3 separate regions of the Gossypium hirsutum genome follow, and all the other regions are linked to region 3. Evidence: chromatin contacts called from public Hi-C data. All regions are on one chromosome and are shown on one strand. The core of a region is the stretch at or near the end of the contact, and the rest is flanking DNA. Distances in the headings are between cores, read along the strand shown.

Region 1 (3,835 bases), core at 823-3,322, 170 kb after region 3:
AGATTTAAACCATAAAACATTGTGTCATTCTTCTTCATTGAGTTTGACATAGTTAAACCCTAAACCCTAACCTATTTATCTAATAAATCAATTGGTGCATTGAAGAAATAAAAATATAACCCTACATTGTAATCAAAATGTATCAAACTGAGTTCAACGTTTTATACATAAATGAGTTCATGAATATTTTTTTAAAGATTAATTCAATCAAGAATATCTAAAAATTTTACTATACTTGTTACCTATTGGTGTCAAGTTTAGTTTAGTGTCATGTAGAAATTTTAATTAGAATTTTTAGAGTCAGTCTAGTATCAACTTAATACTTACTAAATGCAATGCCAGTAAGTGTCAAGTTGAAGCTAAAAACCAAGAACCCTATAAATTGAACCTTATTACTAAACCCTAACTCTAATTAAATGCATTGAACTTGATACCCATGGGTGTCAAATTAAATATTCTCTATTAAAGATTCTTTCAGTAGAGATTAATGATGGGGACACTATTTGATGTCAAGATAGTCTATTATACATACATCCAATGGCTGGTGAACATAATAATGCATTTTCCCTATAAATAAGCCCCAAAGCCTCATTCAGTTTACAATTGCATCAAATAGTTATAGTTTAGGTTTAGGAAAATGTGTTAAAGGTTGTCAATGCTTTAAAATAGTCGCCAAGTGAAAAAAAATTATTAAATACAAAACCCAAGGTTTTGGATTTTATTATTCAACATATTCATTGATATTTAACACCACCAATTCACTTTTATAAGGTTTAGGGAAAATAGGTTAAGGCTTTCCACTGAGGAAACATTTTATATGGGGTTTCATCCTCTGTAGAGGCACCTTTAAAAAAGTTGCCCACATTTAGGAAAAAAATTATCCAGTGACTTAGGTAGATGGGTCATGGGTATTAGTTTTACTAGTTGCACATGGTCACTAGGACTATCAAAAGTCACAAAGTAGTCAATGTTAGGGATCAAGGAAACAAATTAGGGCATTCTAGGCACCTAGGCTTTAGGTTTTTCAACTGTGGTGGCATGAACAATCTTTGACATAAATGAACGGTTATATTAACACTCAGATCAATCGATGAGGGTAGATAATCTTTGTGGAATTGACACTTCAGCTATAGGTCACTCTGAAATTGTACAACTATGGTGTTGATTCAATTAAGTACGGTGAATCATCAATCACTTTAGAAGCCAAAATGAAGGTCTAAGTTTAGATTGCTCTAAGGATTTTAGAAAATAGTTTATGTTTTTTTGTTGTGTAATGTTATGTTACTAACTAACTAGCTGCCTTAACGTGTAATGTGATATAAATTATGCTATTGTAAAAAAAATTCATGAATTTTATGTCTTAAAATGAATATTGATAAAACATATTTCTTATTTTTCTGATGTTTGATCTACCAAAACATTAAACCTTAAACAAAATGAATAAAAATTAATTATATAAAGTAAAAAAATCTAATCCATAAACCATAAATAAAATGAATTAAAATTAGTTAGGAAATTATAAAAAAATGATGAATTTGAATTACTTTAGTTTCTTGCGTCTTTTTTTTTCAAACAACAAATGTTTCGATTTTTCATTAAAATAGGAAATTTCAAATTCATTACACATACCTTAATCCCTATAAAGTGTAAAGAAATAACAAAAATTATTAATAAACGCTTGTTAGGTAGAATAAAAAATAATTTATTGTTTGGTAGGTGTATCAAATATTAATCCATTTTCTGGGTAAAGTCACGATCGATCTTCACATTTGCAAAGTAGATACCCTTGTTAGGTTTGAAAGTATAAGAAAAAATACATCTTCAGAAATAAAGCATTACTCTTGACCTCCTCCCAACTTCTAATCTGATGTATATGAGCTTATCCCAATTAGTATAGATATGGTTTATCATTGACCCTAAACCATTCTACACAAATCTCAAATGGAACAAAATTATAATCCTGGATAAATGTAGCCTATAAGATATGTTGAAAATGATTGGCCCAATTGATGACATTCTGGACATGTTTAATAGCCCAATTGTGCTTCGACTCCAAACCTAAATCCATATCATGATACCTATCCATGTCATTTGGATTTGTTAGAATTTCTTACACCACTTCTAATTGCCACAAAGACATATATAAATGGCGTGCACACATTAAAAACTTGACTATGCGCATGTGCGATTGGTGGTAGTAGGACATTAATTTTTACCACCTAGTACGCCTTCTACACAAACTCTAAAAATAAATAAAAAAATATATTTAAATTCAATTATGAGGTGATATTAATTATATTAAATAAATATATGATAACACATGAATTATCGAATTATTTAATTCAATATTAATAGATGCTTGTATTGTTATAATATCATCCTTCTAGTAAGTTATATGATAATGATGACTAGACCACCTATTAAAATAAAAAACTATTAGAACCGATATAAAATGATAAGAATGTTTAACCTTTTATAACATATGCTTTAAATTTTACTTTCTAGAGAAAAGGGAAACTGAGATTCTTTGGGGGCACATCTCCACTAAATCTATATAAGATCCATGTGGGCGCTCAGATTCATTGATTGCCATTCGTCCTAAGGTGTTTTATCCTAGGACATAACATCATCGTCGGTGACAGGGAGATCAAATCAGACTACCATGTCAATAGCCTTTTAACACGTAGTTGAACATGTCTCCCACTATAAAAGAGCCCATGCAAAGAACTCATAGACACTCATGTACACTTCTTCCTTAACCCAGAAAATATTCATACTAGAGAATCTTTCCATCTATCTCTTCTTCAGGTGGTCCTCCACACCAACCACCATCTTCCTCTACATGTTAATCCAACGATTAACAATATTGAAGTAGAAAAACCTGAAGTTTGATCTCCAACATTTAATATCTTATTTGATCAATTCTAATGTTATAATGTATTGTTGTAATATATTATACAATTTATATCATGTAAAAAATAAAATTATATAATATGTTAAATTATGCCATAAGTCCCTATACTCTTCATGATTTGTAATTTAGTCCATATATTTTTATTCCTAGGAATTTACACCCTATACTTTTCAAATTTCAAAATTCAAATCTAATTGTTAAAATTGTAAATTTTTTTTTGTTAAATTTATTGGTGTGGCCTTTTGAAATAATAAAAGTGCTAACTTGGTAGCAATGTAACTAAAAAAATGATGTCGTAATGAACCTAAATTTAACAAAATACTTGAAATTTGAAATTTGAAAGGTAGATGAATTAAATTCCTAGAAATAAAAGTATAGGACTAAATTCCAAATTTATGAAGTGTATAAGGACTTATGACATATTTTAATCTATATAATATTATAATATAAATATCAAAAAATATGTTATAACTATTTATATCTAAAATTTTGATAAAAAGAAGAAAAATGTATAAAATTATTAAATTAACACTATGTTTGGATAAATATAATTAAAGGATCCGACTAAGTCTTAGCTCAATTGACATTGACATTGTTGCCAATACAGGAAAATATGAGTTCAAGCACTCTAAAACACATTTATCCTCATATTTCAAGGTTGGGTAGGATGATGTAGTCGAAAACCAACTAAAAATTCAACTAAGGAAAGTGCACCTATCAATTAATAGTATAGCTACGATGAACACATATATCGTTCCCATGAAGACTAAAAATACTAGTAATTACTGTCTTTCTATTATTTAACCGACAAATTGGAGTGATTGATTAAAAACTAAAATTAACTAAAGAATAAGACAAAGAACAAATCGGGAAAATAATCTAGTAAACCTCTAAGAAGAAAGCAATATCCAAGAAAGAATC
Region 2 (4,285 bases), core at 1,690-4,189, 130 kb before region 3:
CTACTATATGCCAAAACCCTAGACCCGCCAGACCTAGGGTGTTACATTTAGCACTTCATCTTGTAGTTCACTTCATCGCTAGACAGCTCACACTTTGATTGTTTGTAGGTATGCTTGCACTTAGGCAATTTGCCAATATGCTTAGAAAATCCGCCAAACTTGTCGTGTAAGAACTCTTTGCATGATAGTTCGCATATTGACAATCCTCCAGCCTTTTCATGCTTAGACAATTCACTGAATGACTTATGCTTGGACTGTCCACCATGTGACTTCGAGCTTGAACTGTCCGCCATATGTACTCGCCATCTCATGGTTGGCTATCTCACAACAAATATATCCAAACATTCTTTGTGTCATTTTTTTGTCTCTAATACGTCAAGTTTTCTATTTTATAAGTATTATTATAATAAGTGGGCGATGATTCTTTTTAGCCTAAATGATGAGTATTAAATTTACCTTAGTATTTACTAAGAGTTTTACACTTTCACCTCAGCATGAAGAGTTGAGAAGAACATAATAAACTTGAAGAATACAAACTTAGATGAAAAAGACATTGTAAATATAAAGAAATTAAGATCTTTACAAAGTGAAGAAGAAAATGTATAATAAATACAAAAGAAAAATGATATTGATCTCAACTTCAAGATGTCTTACATTCTGAAAACTAAAGATTATTTATAGAAGTTTAGGAGAAGTTAAATGACAATAAAAAGATACTGATAGTAATCAATAACTAGGGTCGTTTGTGTCATTTTCTCAACCATTTTGATCACTTTTTACTAAGATAATGGCTACAATTGAGAAAGTGTTAATCAAATATTTGTTTCTTGTACATTCATTATAGAAATTTCAACTTCAAACTCCAAGTATTTTAAGAGATATAGTCAAAATATGATAAATATGTTTTAAAACTATCCATCAATGTAAAACTCATGTAGTCCTTTTTATTTATGTATTTTTCTTGACACATTTTGACATTGATGACTTCATATTTGGATAGTGCTTCAAATTTCATTTTAGGCATAAATTTCCTTTTTGACTATATAAAGTACGTCCAAAATAAAATTTTGGAACCCGAGATCTAATCGAAACAATAAATAATGTTCAAGTAAGAAGTTCTAAATGGGCCCACATTACAAATTATGATCTTTTAGTATTGTATTATCACTCATAGTCTTAGATCAACTTTAGGCGTATGACATTTAATTCCATGGATCACGCATTGGAATCTCCTTCCTAAATATTATACAAAATATCTTATTAAAATTAAATGTGTGAAAAATAATAAAAATATTTTTAAAACCACTGTAAATGCAAAATATGTACTATACAATCCTAAAATGTAATAATATCAACTAAAATAAATCAAAGCATATATAAAAACAATTAAAGAGACTAAAAAAATTGTAAGCAACTAAAAATGAAACTTTTAGTTTATCTCTCTAAAAATAATAAAATTATAAATTAATTTATTGTAAAATTATACTCTAATTCTTTTAAATATGAAAAATTATATTCAAATCTTTTAAAAATTTTATAATTTAATTCCCAATTTCGTAAAAGAATTTTTGAACTTCACACATGAGAGGCTAACCTACCTGCAACCTGCCCTGCTTTGAATTTCAGTTGGCGGGCTCGAGACAAAGCCCTGGCCTGAATTTGTTGCGGCTGGCTGTATTAATGTGATTTTCTCTTTCAAATCAGCATTTATTTTGTTCTACACCAGATAATTAATTGAAAATGTGTCATTATTATTTTTGTAGTGAAATTTAATCAAACAATTAGAAGGCGCAATTTGAGCTTTGATTTTGTCATATGAATAGCGGTAGATTATTACCAAAATTCATATTAATATTAAATGCAATTACCATATAATAAAACAAATGGTTAAATATATAGTTATGAACAGCTTGAGACCAACAATGGGCTTTCCAAAGACCCAAAAAAACCCATCCCAAAGTCATATATAAAAATCAATAGATATAGTAAATAATTCTCGTTTTCTACCCACAAAGTCTAACCATCTAGAACTTCATGAATCAGTCATATGGTAATTTGGTAGCACATGTTTGTTGTTATTTCTTATAAATATTATAATTGATTTACTAATTCAATCTAAACAACATAATTTATTTGCCGTCACATATTATTATAGTACAATCCTGTTCACATTTTATTATTAAAACTTAAAAGATTAGAAAACCAGTTTCGTCCCCCAATTTTGATAGACTAAATTTGTTTTTTTTAAAAGTCAGTGCAATTTAATCATTATTAAATTTAAAAATGAGTAAATAAGGATAATTATTCACAATGTTAATGTTATTGATCAATTGTACATGTTTATTTATTGGTATAAACATATTTAACCTTCAAAATTTATGTAGTATGTGGATTTAGTCTTAGTTTAATAAATTTATCTTATAGCATTTACATTTTCTATCAATATTTACACAGAATATATAAATATTAAGGACTAATTTTTTTATTATATCAATAAATGTTATGTATAATTGACAAAAATATTAGCACCGTTATTAATTGCTTCAAGTTGTTGATCTTAGAAATTAATAAGAAATAAATTTGTTAAAGAAGTTAAGTGAGTAGGCAATAAGCTGCCAACATCCCTTCATACGTTAATATTTCATTTGTCTAGAAATGTCAAAATTTTTAGTTTTGGGTTTCTTTCAAGAGTTTGTTCCCAATTTGTTTGGATTTTTTCTCCAAGACACCCAAAAGTTAGGTAATCTATGATGCAATTGCGGGGTGAATTTGTGTCCCATTGACACAAAGCTGTTGTTAAAATCATAAACTTAGACGGAAAGTCACGAATGATGGCATTCATGATGTAAAAAAAGAGGATTAATATGTGCCCACGTCAACTTCAGACAATTGTGGGTCACCGCTCAGGCTTATATAACCCAACCACACGTACCTGAAATATAGATAAACAATTGGAACCAAAATAAATATAGATAGATACAAAGCCCTCTCTCTCCCCCCATGTGATTAAAGAATCAAATAGAAAAAGAAGCTATATTCCGTGACCGAGTTTAGAAAATCTGATATGCAATTTAATTTGCTTGGTATTAAAAGGCGGCTATTTGGTCAATAAACTCTACTTACTGCCCCCAGCTGTCTCTTTGGCTCTTCTCATCTCAACCTTTCTATATTTGAAGCCCCGTCAATCTGCTACTGCTCGTTAATCTTAACGAAAATATGGAAGTGGTGATACCAAGTTCGCCGATTATGGATTTTAATTTCAACAGTGCTCGATCATCTCCTCGGTCGACTGCTCCTTCTACGCCTCGCCGATTTGGTGAATGTTTCTTTAGTGCACCCACGAGTCCCACCCGGTTGTCCGAGTTTTATCGCGAATTCGATAGATTCTCCTTGTTGAACGATAGGGAAAGCAGTGGTTCGGCGGTTCCTTTTGATTGGGAAGTAAAACCCGGTACACCCAAGTCCCCATTTTCAACCGGAGATGATTTCGCTTTTGATTTTACTGAGGACTTGGAGAAAACATTTCTCTCGGCTGAAGAACTCTTTGATGGGGGTAAAATCAAGCCATTGAAGTCACCACCTGGGTTAAAGGTTTACGATAATAACCAGAAAAGCCCGCTTTTATCGTCGCCAAGATCGCCATTTTCCCAAGGCAAAAAGATCATCCGTGACGCATTTTCACCAAGAAAGCAAAAGGATCGAAACCCTTTGGCAACTGCTGTTGAAACCAGTCAAAATAATAAAGAACATGGAAGAGGTAGAGAAAGGGTTCAAGATTTGAAGTTAAGGAATTCAAGCCGCCGAGCAACAAGATCGCTCTCTCCTTACAGAGTCTCAGACAAAGATTATCCATGGGACGTTGATGATGAAGGAAAAGAAGAGAGGAAACAGCAGCAACGTGAACCCACCACCACAAAGCAACCATCATTGAACTCAAAGCCATCCAGAAAATGGAGATTGAGAGATTTCCTGTTGTTCAGAAGCGCATCGGAGGGACGTGCAAGTGGTAAAGATCCACTCAGGAAGTATTATTCATCGAGCTTTTCCAAGAAACCAGAAGAGAACAAGAATTCAAGTTTGCGATCGAGGGAAAGCTCTGGTTCAGTAGGATCTAGAAGAAAAATATCGGCTCACGAGCTACATTACACAACAAACAAAGCAGCATCTGAGAACATGAAGAAGAAAACTTTCCTGCCATACAAACAAGGAATTTTGGGAAGACTATCCTTCAGTCCTCTTTCCAATGGGTTCGGAAAATAATCAGTCATCATATCTCATAATTAAG
Region 3 (4,134 bases), core at 146-2,645:
AATTGTTATATAAATTTCATATAAATTGATTCAAAAAAATATAAATTTTATAATTTCATTTTAACTCTTAACTAAGAGAATAAACGCGTTTAAATTTACGTCTTTTTGCACAAACAATAATAGTGATAAGAATCAAGTTAACACTCAGTTGACCATATAAATATAATTTTAGTATTAATTTATTCTTTCTATTCGTATATAAACAGGGTGATTGAAATTTTATAGATTTGCTTGTTGCATACTGGTGAACAACGGGAAAGACGTGGGAGCAGTTTCAGAATTGGATTAAATATAGAAATTTACTTGAAGAATCCTAAAAATGATGACAAGGACAAATAGTAAGCGCAAAAGCTGGTGGTAGGAATCTATGCCAAGGTAAATATACGAATAAATCAGTTCCCTTTGCCCTCTAGGGTTCGAATATAGTTTTTTTATTTTTATGTTTTGGGTAAATTTTATAGTTTATGTTTAAGATTCGTGTTTGCTTATTTTAATAATATTGTTTTTAATATTTAAACATGTTTTCTTTCTTAAGAGTGTAATGTATCTTACCATTACATTTAACAATTATTGGTAAATTTATCTAAAGAAATAATTATTAGGTACATGCTTTATTTTTATTTTTAGGTATAATTACAGATGGTTCTTCTCAGTTTTATGGCCTAAAATTAATTTTAATATATTTAAATAAAGTATTTTTAACTATATCTATTTCTTGATTTAAACTTAATTCAAATATTTAGAGAAGAAATCCGTCATTTTTTCCATCCACTTGTTGGTGTTTACATGCTTTATTTAACCAATATGACGAGATAATCTCATATATACATATATATATATATGATATTTTCTTGATGTGCTCAGCCATTTGATTAATGTCTTTTAATGGCTGAAACAAGTAATGTGTTGATCATATTGGTCTCCACAGATGATAACCCAATAAAACAGCGTACCAAGCTGAAGAGCAGTTTTTAAATTTAAAATTGAAAATTTGTTTTTGGTCTAATTAAATAAAAAATAGTGATGATGAAGATTCTGAATCAAATCATTTTAGAAACAAATGAAGAAGCAGAGCAGCCAGCACATGCTCAAAATCATTAGTGAGATGGCAAGATTCAGATGCACACGCAGAAAGAATCTGCAGTTTTATTCATTAAACCGTGTCATATACATTCACCCTCCATCATTAACAAGTTGAATAGCAGTTTCGGCATGATTTAAGGAAGGATCACCAGTTTTCTCTGGTGCCACGATGGAGCTTTTAGAGCCCACAACACTACAGATACAGTAAAGTTGAGAGCTTGAACTGTGGTTTCCATGAGTTGTATGGATTTAGGAGGACCCACTCTTTATCCTGGCCTGGCTTCTACTAAAAAGGCCTAGCAAGATTATATCAATTGGATCCTTGGTTGGCAGGTTGTTGCCTTCAGCTCCAATGGTATTTTGGACTGTGGACTATGCTATACAATGGGCTAAATTCAATTTCATTCTCAGCCAATACCAGTAAATATCTAGTTCTCTCAAAATAAATTGTTTTTAAAGCATTTAAAAGTTAGCAAAAAAGGACATTTCAAGATGGTGTTAACTATTTTTTTCATAAATTGTAAGGTATACAATTTAGTCCCTCTCAAAATAAATGAGGTAGTTGTGTCCTTATATTATTCAAAACTAAACAAATACAGGTAGTTGAGCACAATGCCAATTATTTCTGTTATTAAAACCTAGATAAAAGTAGTTGTATTAAGAGTTAGATTGTATTTTGTTCCCTCTAATAAAAAAATGGGCAAATTAATTATTATACATTAGATCAAAGAGCAAAGTAATCATTTCTGTTAAGATTTCATCTCTTTCTATTGTTAAAAATTGGAGTGACTGACAAAATTACTAGACAATGACACGTGGTATGCCATATGTATCTTAAGCTGACGTACAAGAATCAATTTTTAACCATAGAAATGAATGAAAGTTATAACAAAATGATCAATTTCTCTTTGATCTAATGTCCAAGAACTAATTTGTCCACTTTTAATACATGGACCAAAATATAATCTAATTCCTAATACATAGGCTTTTATGTTACTTTTACCTCAAACATGATTTGACAAAAAATTATCACCCAACTAATTACGTTTGTTTTATTTTTGTTCAATTTTATTAGTTGTTGTTAACTTTATGACGGAAAGATAATATGACAATTTTAAAATTGACATGATAATAAATTTAACAATTACTATTTAAACATTGTATAAATTTAATCATAATTCTTAAAAAAATTTATACTCTATATTTATAGAAACCCAAAATATGCCTAAATCTAATAATGTTGAGAAAGCCACAACAATTGGGTTATGATGACCCTGTAAGTGTTTATTGCAATCCATGAATTTGTTAACAATCATATTGTTCATCGTAGGCAAAATTTTGTTCATCAGACTAAGACACTCTTCCATTGCTTGTGCTTCTTTAATTTGACTAAACTCATAATTGCAATTACTGCCCCTCTAAAACACATAAAAATTTGATTTTGAATAGTAAAATTTGATAAATTAGTTGCTTTTCAAACTAAAATTTAATTTTGAACTAAAATTTTAATTCTAATTTTGTGACACCCCAAACTCGACCTAGATGTTATAGTCAGATTATGGAGGTCACATCACTAAATAAAAGAAAGTACTAGTGTTTTGAAGAACCAATTCCAGCAAGTTAAAACTTTATTGTCTCATTTAAAAAAAAAGAACACTTCAAACATGTCAAAATATTAAGTTAAATTCTCTTATAAACGTACCCACTGAAATTATTTTTAATGAAAACCTCATACTTAATTTGTAGCGACAATTACTTGAAAACTTAAAGTTTCGTTTTAGTCTCTTTAGGAAAAAATATTTATAAACCCGGCCTAGACGTTACAGTCGGATTATGGAGGTCACATCACTAGATAAAAGAAAGTACTAGTGTTTTGAATAATCAATTCCAGCAGGTTAAAACTTCATTGTCTTGTTTTTTTTCTAAAAAAAAACATTTCAAACATGTTAAAATATCAAGCTAAATTCTCTTATAAATGTGTCCGCTGAATTTTTTTTTAATGAAAACTTCAAACTTAATTTGTAGCAACAATTACTTGAAAACTTAAAGTTTTATTTTGGTCTCTTTAGGAAGGATTATTTATAAACCTAGCCTAGATGTTACGGTCGGATTACGGAGGTTACATCACTAGATAAAAGAAAGTACTAGTGTTTTGAAGAACCAATTCCAGCAGGTTAAAACTTTATTTTCTCGTTTAAAAAAAAACATTTCAAACATGTCAAAATATCAAGTTATATTCTCTTATAAACGTACCCACTAAAATTATTTTTAATGAAAACCTCAAACTTAATTTGCAGCTACAATTACTTGAAAACTTAAAGCTTCATTTTGGTCTCTTTAGGAAGAATTATTTATCATTTGAGCTTTATTTAAACTATCAATTTTAGACCTTGTGAGCACAATATAGTCCGAAATGTCTGATTTAAACACATAGAATAAAACCATAATATAGACTTCCAATAGAACTCAAATTCCAATAAATAGCCAAAACAAAAATAAATCAGACATGCGCAACACAAGATTCAAACAACAAACCTCTAACATATAATCACATTACCTATCCACTAATCTAACTTAAATTATTTAACACTAGATAACATATCATGCTTATAAAATTGGGGCGTTACAAATTTTCTTTTCTATTCTTATTAAAATTCTTATTTTATAATATTATGTCTAAAATTAATATTTTATATTTTTAAAAGCATATTTTTACAACAATAATAAACACTATCAAATTTGTTAAGAGCTATTTTTATCTCAATGATAAACTAACTCTATAGAAATATTAGTTTTTTTTTACCATTCTAGTAAAGGAAGTGGAACTTTTTAACCTGATATCCGAAGTTTCTTTCCAAGTAGCACGTCAATGCTATGATTTGCACCTTCACCACCTAAAACTTTCTCCATCTTTCTTGCCAGAATTTTTTTAATCTTCATTATGAACAATATGATTGTTGCAGAAAACTAAGTACTCACAGCATTGTCATGACCAAAATATTGTGGGTTTCTCAATATTATCAAACTTACGTGTAGCATTTAAAATTTTCA

The links. A called contact is a pair of places that touch in the nucleus more often than the background predicts.
Region 1: a Hi-C map of leaf shows a contact between it and region 3, with 3 times the contacts expected there. The contact joins two enhancer-like sites. A contact is called at or near these places in 11 of 34 Hi-C or Micro-C datasets (callus, cotyledon, fibers and 2 more).
Region 2: a contact with region 3 is called in a Hi-C map of leaf, with 4 times the contacts expected there. The contact joins the promoter of LOC107910732 here to the enhancer-like site in region 3. A contact is called at or near these places in 2 of 34 Hi-C or Micro-C datasets (hypocotyl and leaf).

What each region holds. Positions count from the first base shown.
Region 1 is chrD02:20,320,394-20,324,228 of Gossypium_hirsutum_v2.1, forward strand. No RefSeq gene overlaps it. Among protein-coding and RNA genes, the nearest start is that of LOC107908097, 23 kb to the right of the region's middle. Within about 2 kb of position 2,073, at least 3 of the 9 cell types and tissues checked have an H3K27ac peak or open chromatin away from gene starts, as enhancers often do. A contact at or near this core is called in hypocotyl and leaf, where this site is marked.
Region 2 is chrD02:20,020,258-20,024,542 of Gossypium_hirsutum_v2.1, forward strand. It overlaps LOC107910732, which reads left to right and starts at 2,940. Exons shown (of 1, transcript XM_016838699.2): 1 at 2,940-4,285. The coding sequence starts at 3,217. The coding sequence ends at 4,260.
Region 3 is chrD02:20,151,431-20,155,564 of Gossypium_hirsutum_v2.1, forward strand. No RefSeq gene overlaps it. Among protein-coding and RNA genes, the nearest start is that of LOC107910731, 20 kb to the left of the region's middle. Within about 2 kb of position 1,396, at least 4 of the 9 cell types and tissues checked have an H3K27ac peak or open chromatin away from gene starts, as enhancers often do. A contact at or near this core is called in hypocotyl and leaf, where this site is marked.